Linked DNA regions of Mus musculus: all the other regions are linked to region 2. The links are chromatin contacts, called in public capture Hi-C and promoter capture Hi-C maps. All regions are on one chromosome and are shown on one strand. Each heading gives the region's core, a stretch centred on a gene start, on an enhancer-like site or on the middle of the called end of the contact. The rest is flanking DNA. Distances are from core to core; before and after follow the strand shown.

Region 1 (3,162 bases), core at 382-2,881, 550 kb after region 2:
TACACCTCCCACAAACATTCCTGAGACTAAGACAAAAGGGGGGACTGGTGCTTTGGAGTGGTAAAGAGTCCAGCACCTGGGCACCTGGACTTCGTCGTAGATAATGAATGACCTTGGGCTAGTAACTTGTTCTACAGAAGAATTGGTCAGAAGAGAAAATATGTCATCAAAAATGTGTTGAAATTTCAACACAAAAATCGTGCAGGTCCGATCCTTAGTGGGTCATGGTTCCGTGCTCCGGACTCGCAATGGACACACTGCGCAAAGCCACGGCGAAGGCCTGGCTAGTTTTCATGGTTTCGTGACTGGAGGTTTGCCCATCACTCCTGCATGGTTGATTTGTGTTACAAACTGCCCCGGAACGCTTCTTAACCTACTTCTAGCTTACTTCTCTTTAGCACCAAACATCTACGGAGGCTAAAAAATAAATTCTCTGAAAGTAACAGTCTCTAAGTTGTTCTGGGTCTCCCTTCCCACAGAGATGGGTCAATTGCAAATACAACACAGACTAGGGACAGACCAAAAAAATCCTTGATTTTGCAAAGGTACCTTGAAACGTCTCTTGGGATGAGGGATGGGACAGAGACCCTGACTTAAGTCTCTAGGTTGGGCACGGCACAGAGGGCACAGGACAGAGAAGCCTCACAAGCGACCCTGTCTTCTGCACACTAGCAGGAAGGGATGCTGGAGGGGAGCAACGGCCAGCAGTAGGTACCTGAAGAGACTGGCTGACGTCTGGTTCGTCCTCCAAGCCGTCCGCTGTGCCAGCACCCCTTGCACAATCTCCTTCTCGTTGGGCAGCCGGTAGACAGGGAAGATGTAGAGCCAACAGAGGACCACCACACAGAGGGCACTGGCTCCTACGGGTAGCCGGGTACGCGGGAATTTCCGAGCTAGCATGGCCATGGCCCCTCTGGACGTATGTAGGGCCCGCCCGCAGGGGCTCATCGCAGCCTCGATGTCCCAGGGTCAGTGTACCCTCAGCACAACGCTGGACAAAGTGGCAGTGAAGGATGCTCCAGTGGCCGGCCCCCCATGCACACACACCTTTGGCTTTCCAGCTCGCAAACGCACGGCTGGGGAACCCCCACGCCACGGCCCCAGAGGTCAGCTACAAGGATCTTCGCCAATGCAACTTTTACTGGGATGTCTTGCTAAAGGAAGTGGCCTCCGGGCAAATCACAAGCCTTAGTCTCTTTCCCTGCAGGCAGCGGGCGATGAAGGAGTCTAAGAGCAGTGGGGCCGGTGGCTCCCGCCCTTACTGCAGCATCACCGTCGCCCTCGGCTGGGGTCCTGGAAGAGGCGCGGCTGGCTCCCGGACGTCTGATGGGTTGTGTCCCTTCCAGAAAGAGATGCTCCTGCGCCCTGCACCGCCCTTTCCCCGCCTCCTGCGCCGCCGCGGTGCCCGGCACCCCCCAGATGCGCTCTCCGCGCCACACCAAGTCCTTGGAAATTTCCACGATGGCCCGGGACCGCTACCCCACCCCCGGCGCCTCGGCCGCGCCCGCCAGGACCCTCACTCCGCGCCCCTCACGGGCAAACCTAGAACTCTCTCTCATCAGTTCATTCAGCGGTGCGCCGCAGCCTTCTGCTGCGCCCTGGACTCCGCAGACACGCGCCCCGGGATTGGTGGAAATCAAGGTCTCCCCCGCCCTCCCCCACCCGCGAAATTGCCTCCCGTGACCTGCTTGGGGCCGCGACGCTAGCCCAGGGTGCAGGCCCCTCGCCGCTGCCCTTGTTCTCTGCAGAGGGAGGCAGACAATAAGAGCAGCAGCCCCTCTGGTGCGTGCATGCACACGCGCATATGTCTATCCCGGAGTATGCACAGATTGGGGACCCGCACACCTTGTGCCCAGGCTGCTGTCTCCCTCTCCTTTCTGCAATTGATTGGTTATAACTGAGCAGTGAGGAGGCTGGCGAATATTTATTCCTTCCTCGGCTCCCTTAATCAGATCAGCCCGTGCTGAGCTACGATTCCATGCACGCACTTGCGTGCACGCGCGGGCGCGAGCTCACACGCTCAGGCACGCACATACACGTCCGCGCGCGCGAACACACACACACACATACACACACACACACACACACACACACACACACACACACTGCTGCTACTGGGCACAAGGGGAGATGCATGCACACTGGGATCCACCACCTTGCCTCCACCCTTCCGAGAACAGAGGGGCATCCTCATATGCTTGTGGCTGGTGTTCTCCCGCAGACCTTGGAGGAGATAACGCCTCTGTAGACTAAAAAGCTGTTTATTCTTAAAAGGCTGCAAAGGCAAGCTTATCACAACCACGACCTTGGAAACGTGCAACCCGCCTGGACCCGCCTAGAGGAGAGACTCACAGTAAGCCATTTCTGCTCGCCCTAGCAGAAGTCGGAAAAGGCTCGGGTACCTCCTAGCGGCAGTCTCTTCTATTTGCTTAAGCATCCTGTGCAAGGACAAAGAAGAAAGTCTGCAGCCTCCAAAACCAGCTAGCTTAGTCGTCACAGGACTGAAATCTCAGGCCACAGTTCCATTTGTTCAGCCAAGAGCAGCACTCCAGACGGCCCACAGTGACTAGTTTGTGCCCTGCAGTCTTTTTTAGCACCTTCAGTAGGGAGAGGTGAAACTTGAGACTTTGGTGCCAACCAACCTCTACCAGCATTGCAATGCTTTTCTTAGGAAGACTGCTCAATGCTCCCCAGTGGAACCAAATACCGTTAGTTAAAATAAAGACTGCCCTTGCCGCTGATAGAAGCAAATAAAGACTGCTCTTACCGCCGGGCGTGGTGGCGCACGCCTTTAATCCCAGCACTTGGGAGGCAGAGGCAGGCGGATCTCTGAGTTCGAGGCCAGCCTGGTCTACAAAGTGAGTTCCAGGACAGCCAGGGCTACACAGAGAAACCCTGTCTCGAAAAACCAAAAAAAAAAAAAAAAAAAAAAGACTGCTCTTGCCGCTGTTAGAAGCTTGCTGCTCTTTTAGAGGACCTGTATTCAGTTCCTAGCACTCACTGCGGGCAGGCAGCTCACAATTACATATCTGACTGGGGAGGGGGAGGGGAGGTCTTCTGAAGGCACCTGCACATACATATACAAACCTCCACACCATTACAGGCACATAATTTTAAAATATAATAAATGTTAAAATAAAATGAAGATCCCTCTCACCCCAA
Region 2 (3,210 bases), core at 131-2,630:
GACCTGAAATGACTCCTTTGTTTCTGATCACTCTGCTGTTCATCGCCTCTTTTCTTGGACCTTTACTGTGCAGCTTCTGTATGTTTGCTTCCATAGCTCTGCCCATTCCTCTTAGGGATGCTTCACACATGCCCAATCTTTCCTCCACTTTTAAATTCTTAGAATTCTTGCAGTTCTTACAGTGGGTCACTTCAATGTTTAGAAAGGGAAAGACTAAGCTAACTGCCTCTTTGCTGGGCTCCTAAGTCTGGCATTTCCAGTCACCTGGCTTATGTTTCTACTTGCCTGTCGAATACACATTTTTCTTTCTGTGCGTTCATAATTTGGTTTCTTAGGAAGTCTCTGTGGTTCCTCTAAACTGTTTCATTTACCCACGCTTGAGCCAAAACTCTAAGTAACATCCTTGGCTGACTTATTTTCTCCTACCTACTCTCATGTCTGTCTTACCTGCTAGTCCTGTTTTCCACATCCAGTCATTTCTATCTCTCCATTCCTCCCACTCCTGGTCCAACCTTCCACCTCAGCCTTTTGCTTGAGACCATTTGAATATGTGCTAGCCAGTTCCAAGTGCCCTTCCTTGTGATGCCACCACCCCTACTCCACACAGTATTACTGCCTTCCTCTGCTTCAAATAAACCAAGCTATTTGCTGTTTCTGCTCTCTCTCTCTCTCTCTCTGTGTGTGTGTGTGTGTGTGTGTGTGTGGTGTGTCTGTCTGTCTGCCTGTCTGTAACTTGTAACTGGTATACTAATTTCAAATTCCCTGGAATCTTCTTTTTCAAATCTCCCTCTAAAATAACCCAGCACTGCCCTGTCATGTCATCTTGGCTGCCTTTACTTACTAACCTAAGCATGGTGCCAGTAGCGTAGAGAGAGTCCTCCCCTAACTAAAAGATTAGCTTGAGACCAAGAGGTAGGAGGTAGCCATTCAACACATATTTGTTAAATCACTGACTAGATGGACACTTGAGTAGATGAATGACTGGTGTCAAGTTCCTCTGAGGCTCGCTAACCTTTTGGTGTTCACAGGGGTGATTCATCTCCGCCCACAGTTACATTTGTTTCATTCATAATGGTGAAATGCATTGGGCAGCTAACAGGAAAAACAAAGGTGACGGTGCTGATACAGTCAGAATGTCTCCTGGCTGGTGTGGTCAGTTCCCAAACAAATGATATCCGCTCATCAATCATTGTCCTATTTCTGCCAATTAGACCTCCCCAGAGGAGTCATCAGGTCCGCTCAGTTCTGAAGATTGACAAGCTACCCTCGTGGTCTCCTCTCCTCTGTGCAGACTCCAACACTAGGAGTTTTTAAAGCCCGGGGGTTGTAACAAGTTTAGAAGACTGGAAGGTAGGGCGAGAGATTGTGGGGCTCTGGACAGGGTCGGAACATGAAGGTAAGCAGCAGATGTGTGCACCCGATATCTTTCCAGCTGTTCTATAAACTGTCTACCTTTCTATCTAGGTTATATGTACTGAGCATTGTAGTGACTGGACATTTGAAGAATAGTGCCTTTAAATAGTGCAACCTGATTTTGCTGAATAGAACTTATCCACCAATTCTTTATTTGGGTGAAGTTATGAAAATCATATCTTTCTAATTTTTAAAGTTACTCTTTATGGATTAACTAGAAGGTGGGATCATATACTGAGTGAAGTAAGGGGCCTACTGTCCTCTCTGAAGAGGAAGCAAAACGAAAACAAACAAACAAAAAACAAACAAAAAAACAAATGCAGCCACACTCCGTCCGATGAGGCTGTGTTTGGTCGATGTGTCTTGTAGGGGCCCAGCGTCCTGGCAGTGACAGCCGTGGTCCTTCTCCTGGTGCTGTCTGCGCTGGAAAACTCCAGCGGTGCTCCACAGGTAATGCAGAGAACACAAACCCCGGGTTCGGACTAGGCAGCCTCTGTTTTTGCTTTTTCCACCCGCTGCATTGTAATAACGATTCTTCTCTCCTCCCTGCACTGCAGCGACTCTCTGAGAAGAGGAACTGGACTCCCCAAGCTATGCTCTATCTGAAGGGTGCACGTGAGTTCCATACTCCTTATTCTCCTCACGGAGGGTGATGGGAGACATCCGGGGACTCCTAAGAGACAGGGTCACAGCCGGCTCCAGTAAATAATTAGGATTTCAGACAATCCAGAAACCATAGGAGTGGGCAGGTGGGACAAAAATACTCTGATGGCCAGAAACCCTCCCCCAAAGAGGTGTTTGGGGTCACTACTGTGACCTGGCACTCTCGAAGCTGAGGCAGGAGAAATGCTAGCTTGGGCTACCTAGTGGGCTCCAGGTCAAACTAAGATCCTGTCAGGGAAAAAAGGAAAAAGGAGGAGGGAGGAAATAAGAAAGAGCTGGAGAAGGGTTCAAGAAAGGCGAAATAAAGGAAAGGGGGGAGGGAAAAGTGGGGGATAAGAAGGAAGGAGAGGAGGGAGAAGGGGAGGGAATGAAGGAAAGCTGGCTGATTGAATTTAGAGAACTAATGATTGAACAAAGAAGGTGCCTGGTAGAGGAGCATAGAATGGCAAAAGAAGTTAGGAAGGGAGAGAGGAAGGGAAGGGGTGGAAGGAAAGAGAGAGGCACGCGCGAATCCCACTGGGGCTGCTCTCCGAATCGAGGTCGCATCCCTGGCGGGAACCCGCGATCTCCCTGATCCTGGGGTCTAGCTGTCTGCCTCAGTCCTCCTCGTGTCCCACCCCTCCCCCTTCCCACCCCCCGCAGAGGGCCGCCGCTTCCTCTCCGACCAGAGCCGTAGGAAGGAGCTTGCAGACCGGCCGCCTCCAGGTGAGCGAGCGCTGCGCCTATGGCGGGGTTCCACCTGCCCTGTCCCCTAGCAGGCGGCTAGTGAGCCCGGGTCCCCAAACTGGCAGGGTCTGTAGCACAGACACAGGGCAGAGAGAAGCCCCCTCTCCGGGTATTTCTGGAAAGAGCCTTGATCTTTCTCTTCCTAAATAGCAATTGCTACTAAATAATCACTTAGACATTTCAAGTATATCTTTCTCCTAAATGATTAGAAACAGCCGCCAAAGGTTTTTAACCAAACGCAATTAAGTTAAAAGCTATGAACGAATGATTGAGCCAGGTATGAATGACTGAGAGGAGGATCAGTTTTCTTCCGGGACAAACTCTAGATAAGCTATCCAATCTCAAGTCCTCAGCCCTAAATAGTTGTAGGAAACGCGGGGGGGGGGGGGAATCATAAATTACAGAGGA
Region 3 (3,312 bases), core at 51-2,550, 920 kb before region 2:
TGCTTATGAAGAGAAGTTTGCCCCTGGAATATAATAAAAGAGGTTTGTCAACTGAGCCTCTGATGAGAGTCTTCATGGATTGCCATTTAAACTCAAAGACATTAGTAGTGTACATACCCAGGCATGGGGAATTGAAGGATTTATTCCAAGACCATTATTTAGCAGGCTTAGCTTGCTCATCTAAGCTTGAGTGGAGAATGCTTTGTCCAAATACTGGACTAGCATGTTAACCTCCACACTGATAGGTTGTTCCCTTGCTCTTTCTGTTTTAGTCAAGTCTAGTAGAGCATCCATTGAGAGTTCTATGGATTCAGTTACACATGGCTTTCAGTAATTAACTAGCCCCCATACCCTGAAATTTAAAACATCTCTGCCACAACAATCAGATACTGTAGCTTTAAAAGTATGATCTGTTGGTGTACATGTTTGAGTGTATATGCATGTATGCATATGTATAGGAACATGTGTGTGCATGAAGGTACAGGTGCATGTGGAGGCCAGGGGTTAATGTCCACTTATAGTTTTTGAGGTAGGGTTTTCCTTGCGAACTTGAAGTTCATTTATTTGGCTAGGCTTGGTAGCCAGTGAGCTCCAGAGACCCACCCGCTTCCACCTCCCCAGATCTGTGATTGCAGAGGCATGTCACAAGATGTGTGCTCATCCTTTCACATGGATGCTGGAGATCAAGCCGAGGTCCTTGTACTGGCGCAGAAAGCACTTTACCCACTGGTCCATTTCTTGAGCTCCCAAAATTCTGACTCTGAAGCACCTTTGTGGCCTCCAAAATGATAAAAGTGGAGTGATATTAGCAGACTTAAACACTAGCCACAGAACAGAGTCATAACATTTAGTGAGGCACTTCCTCATTTTAATAAAGGAGAAAATAAGATTGACAGCCAACCATAAGCAACATGACATGGTGGTAGAATCAGCGAAGGCACCCAGGTTTCTTCATTTTTTACTCCCTTGCTTTTGAAGTCTTTGTAATTTTCATTACAGAATTCATAATGGCCGGGATGTTTACTTTGATTTAGCCTGTTCTTAGATTTCAGGGGCGGGGGTGGGGGGGTGGGGGGTGGGGGTGGGGAATATTAAATAGACACTGGTGAGTGAGTTGTGCAGTTTGCAAAACTTGGAGGTCTCCCTGGAAACAGAATAAAATGCTGCAGTGTGATGTCCAGAGGGAGGGGGCTTTTATCCCACCTCATAATTAAATCTGAAAGGTTCCTGGGGCGAGCTAAGAGGTTTCTAATGAAGTACTAAGCTGTGCTTGGAGTCTGCACCACGAAAGGCGCTTTGTTCTCCTTTCAAAAGGTTCCAGTGCTGAATAATTTGGCTCCCAGCGCTGGCTAGTTTCAGACCACCTGCAGATTCTAATCTACGCAAATTTATTTGGTACAAACTTTCTTCTACGTCACTTGGTTCAGCATAATTCCAGAGAGGTTTATTGCTAATGTTTAACAGCCATCAGAGAACAGCTGCTCTCCTGGGGCCTGCCCCTCGAAAGGGAAAAAGGGGGGAAATGGGGCTTTTGTTATCTTCTTCCCTGAAAATGTGCTCACACCGTGAGCAGTAGAGGGTTTCCTACTACTGTGATTCAAACCAACTTCTGAGTAAAAAGTCTATTCTGGGGCTAAAAAAATGGCATTTAAGGTTCTTTCGAAGTTCAGTTCCCAGCACCCACAATGCAAGCACTGTTTGTAACCCCAGTTTCAGGAAATGCAGTGCCCTCTTCTTGCTTCTGCAGGCTCTGCCCATACACGCACTCAAGTGGGCTTCCATACACACGCACATATACAAACAAGTCATTTACATTCATGACAGTTACAACAAAACTGGCGTAGAGAGCTTGGCCAGGAAAATAATTTTCCTTTACTTTTAAAAGTAAAGTATGCTCGTGTACTTTCTTTACTGAGGTAGGATATTGTGTTACTTTTCTCCCTGCCCCCATTCCTTCAAAAAGTGCTTAACAAAAATCAACTCAAGGACACCAACCTGCCAGCTTCCTCCTTTTTATTCAGTCTGGGACCCCCACCCACAGGATGGCACCATCCACAGTTAGGAGGGATTTTTCCTACCTGGAAGCTCCCTCACTGACACGCCCAGAGCTTTGCCCTTTCTGCTGATCCTAGGTCATGTCAAGTTAGCAATATTAGCCATGACGTATTTAAGTGATTGTTGTTGTTGTTTTGAGGAAGTAGCTTGTTGTCAGAGTTATTGCCTGTGCTCTGGCAGCAAGCCAGGCTAGGCCACCTTTATCAAATAAACCAATTAAAAGAACCAAATTAGGACTAGGATAGCCTAGCACATAAAAGTTCCCTACATAAGACTGATCCCAGAATCCAATATGTGAAAAGATGGTGGTGGTGAGGCTTAGCATTTATAATCTCAGCACAGAAACTAAGAAATGGGTGGTTGAGAACAGAAAATCGCCTAGAAGCTCCTGGCCTGCTAGGGCCGCACTCCTCCCTCCCTCCTTCCCTCCCTCCTTCCCTCCCTCCTTCCCTCCCTTCCTGGTAATGGAGAATGGGCCGCAACTTCTTCCTTCCTTGCATCTTTTCATGCTCTTTTCTTTCCTTAAGGCCATTTAACATTAGATTTCTAACAGCATTTTAGGAGTAAAGAATTATAGATCTAATGTGAACATTGGATATATGGTCACATCACCATTTTTCTCTCTATGATCACCTTGCAAAGGGATGGTCCCCAGGCTAGAACATTTATCTATATTATCTATATTGCAAAGGATCAGAGAACTGATTTCCAATCAGAGGCTTTCTAAAGTGAAAGTTCTGAGAGGAGGGAGACCAGGATCTGGAGGTAGGAGTTAGGGTGCGTCCCTGCGCTTACAATTCAGTCAAGCTAAGAGCAATAGTATCTTGGTTACATTTTTATTGCTGTTATAAAATACTCTGACCAAAATGACTCAGGGAGAAACGCTATTTTATCTCACAATTCCAGGTTACATCTCATCATTGTGAGAAAGTCACAGTGTCAAGATCTATAGAGAGCTGGTCACATTGCATCCAGAGCCAGGAACTAGAGAACAATGAGTCACTGCTTGCATGCTACTGCTCCACTCACTGTCTCCTCTCATATGCATTCTAAGACCCCTACCTAGGGAATAGTGCCACCCATAGTGGGTGAGGCGTCCCACCCCACCCACCGCTGCAGAAATGCCCAAAGGCCAATCTTGCAGGTGATTCAAGGTTCTTTGAAGTTGAAAATTCCCACTAACCATACTGCTGACTGTCACACATGCTACTTCTTCCCAAAAACAGCATCCTTCCTCAGTTTCTGTCTCCTGCATGT

What was found. Promoter capture Hi-C pulls out the DNA fragments that hold promoters and counts their contacts. Capture Hi-C pulls out chosen DNA fragments and counts their contacts.
Region 1: a contact with region 2 is called in a capture Hi-C map of embryonic stem cells, with 2.7 times the contacts expected there. The contact joins the promoter of St8sia1 here to the promoter of Spx in region 2. A contact is called at or near these places in 1 of 39 promoter capture datasets (liver) and 1 of 9 other capture datasets (embryonic stem cells).
Region 3: a contact with region 2 is called in a promoter capture Hi-C map of embryonic stem cells, with 3 times the contacts expected there. The contact joins the enhancer-like site here to the promoter of Spx in region 2. A contact is called at or near these places in 4 of 39 promoter capture datasets (cranial neural crest, embryonic stem cells, hippocampal neurons and 1 more) and 1 of 9 other capture datasets (embryonic stem cells).

What each region holds. Positions count from the first base shown.
Region 1 is chr6:142,962,821-142,965,982 of GRCm38.p6, forward strand. St8sia1 (ST8 alpha-N-acetyl-neuraminide alpha-2,8-sialyltransferase 1) reads right to left here and starts at 1,632. Exons shown (of 5, transcript NM_011374.2): 1 at 716-1,632. The coding sequence starts at 948.
Region 2 is chr6:142,412,051-142,415,260 of GRCm38.p6, forward strand. Spx (spexin hormone) reads left to right here and starts at 1,381. Exons shown (of 6, transcript NM_001242345.1): 1 at 1,381-1,396; 2 at 1,783-1,863; 3 at 1,971-2,028; 4 at 2,719-2,781. The coding sequence starts at 1,391. It also overlaps a transcript of Golt1b not described here.
Region 3 is chr6:141,494,476-141,497,787 of GRCm38.p6, forward strand. All of the region lies in intron 15 of Pde3a (phosphodiesterase 3A, cGMP inhibited), which reads left to right. Among named protein-coding and RNA genes, the nearest start is that of Slco1c1, 28 kb to the right of the region's middle. Within about 2 kb of position 1,301, at least 41 of the 459 cell types and tissues checked have an H3K27ac peak or open chromatin away from gene starts, as enhancers often do. A contact at or near this core is called in embryonic stem cells and stem cell-derived epiblast-like cells, where this site is marked.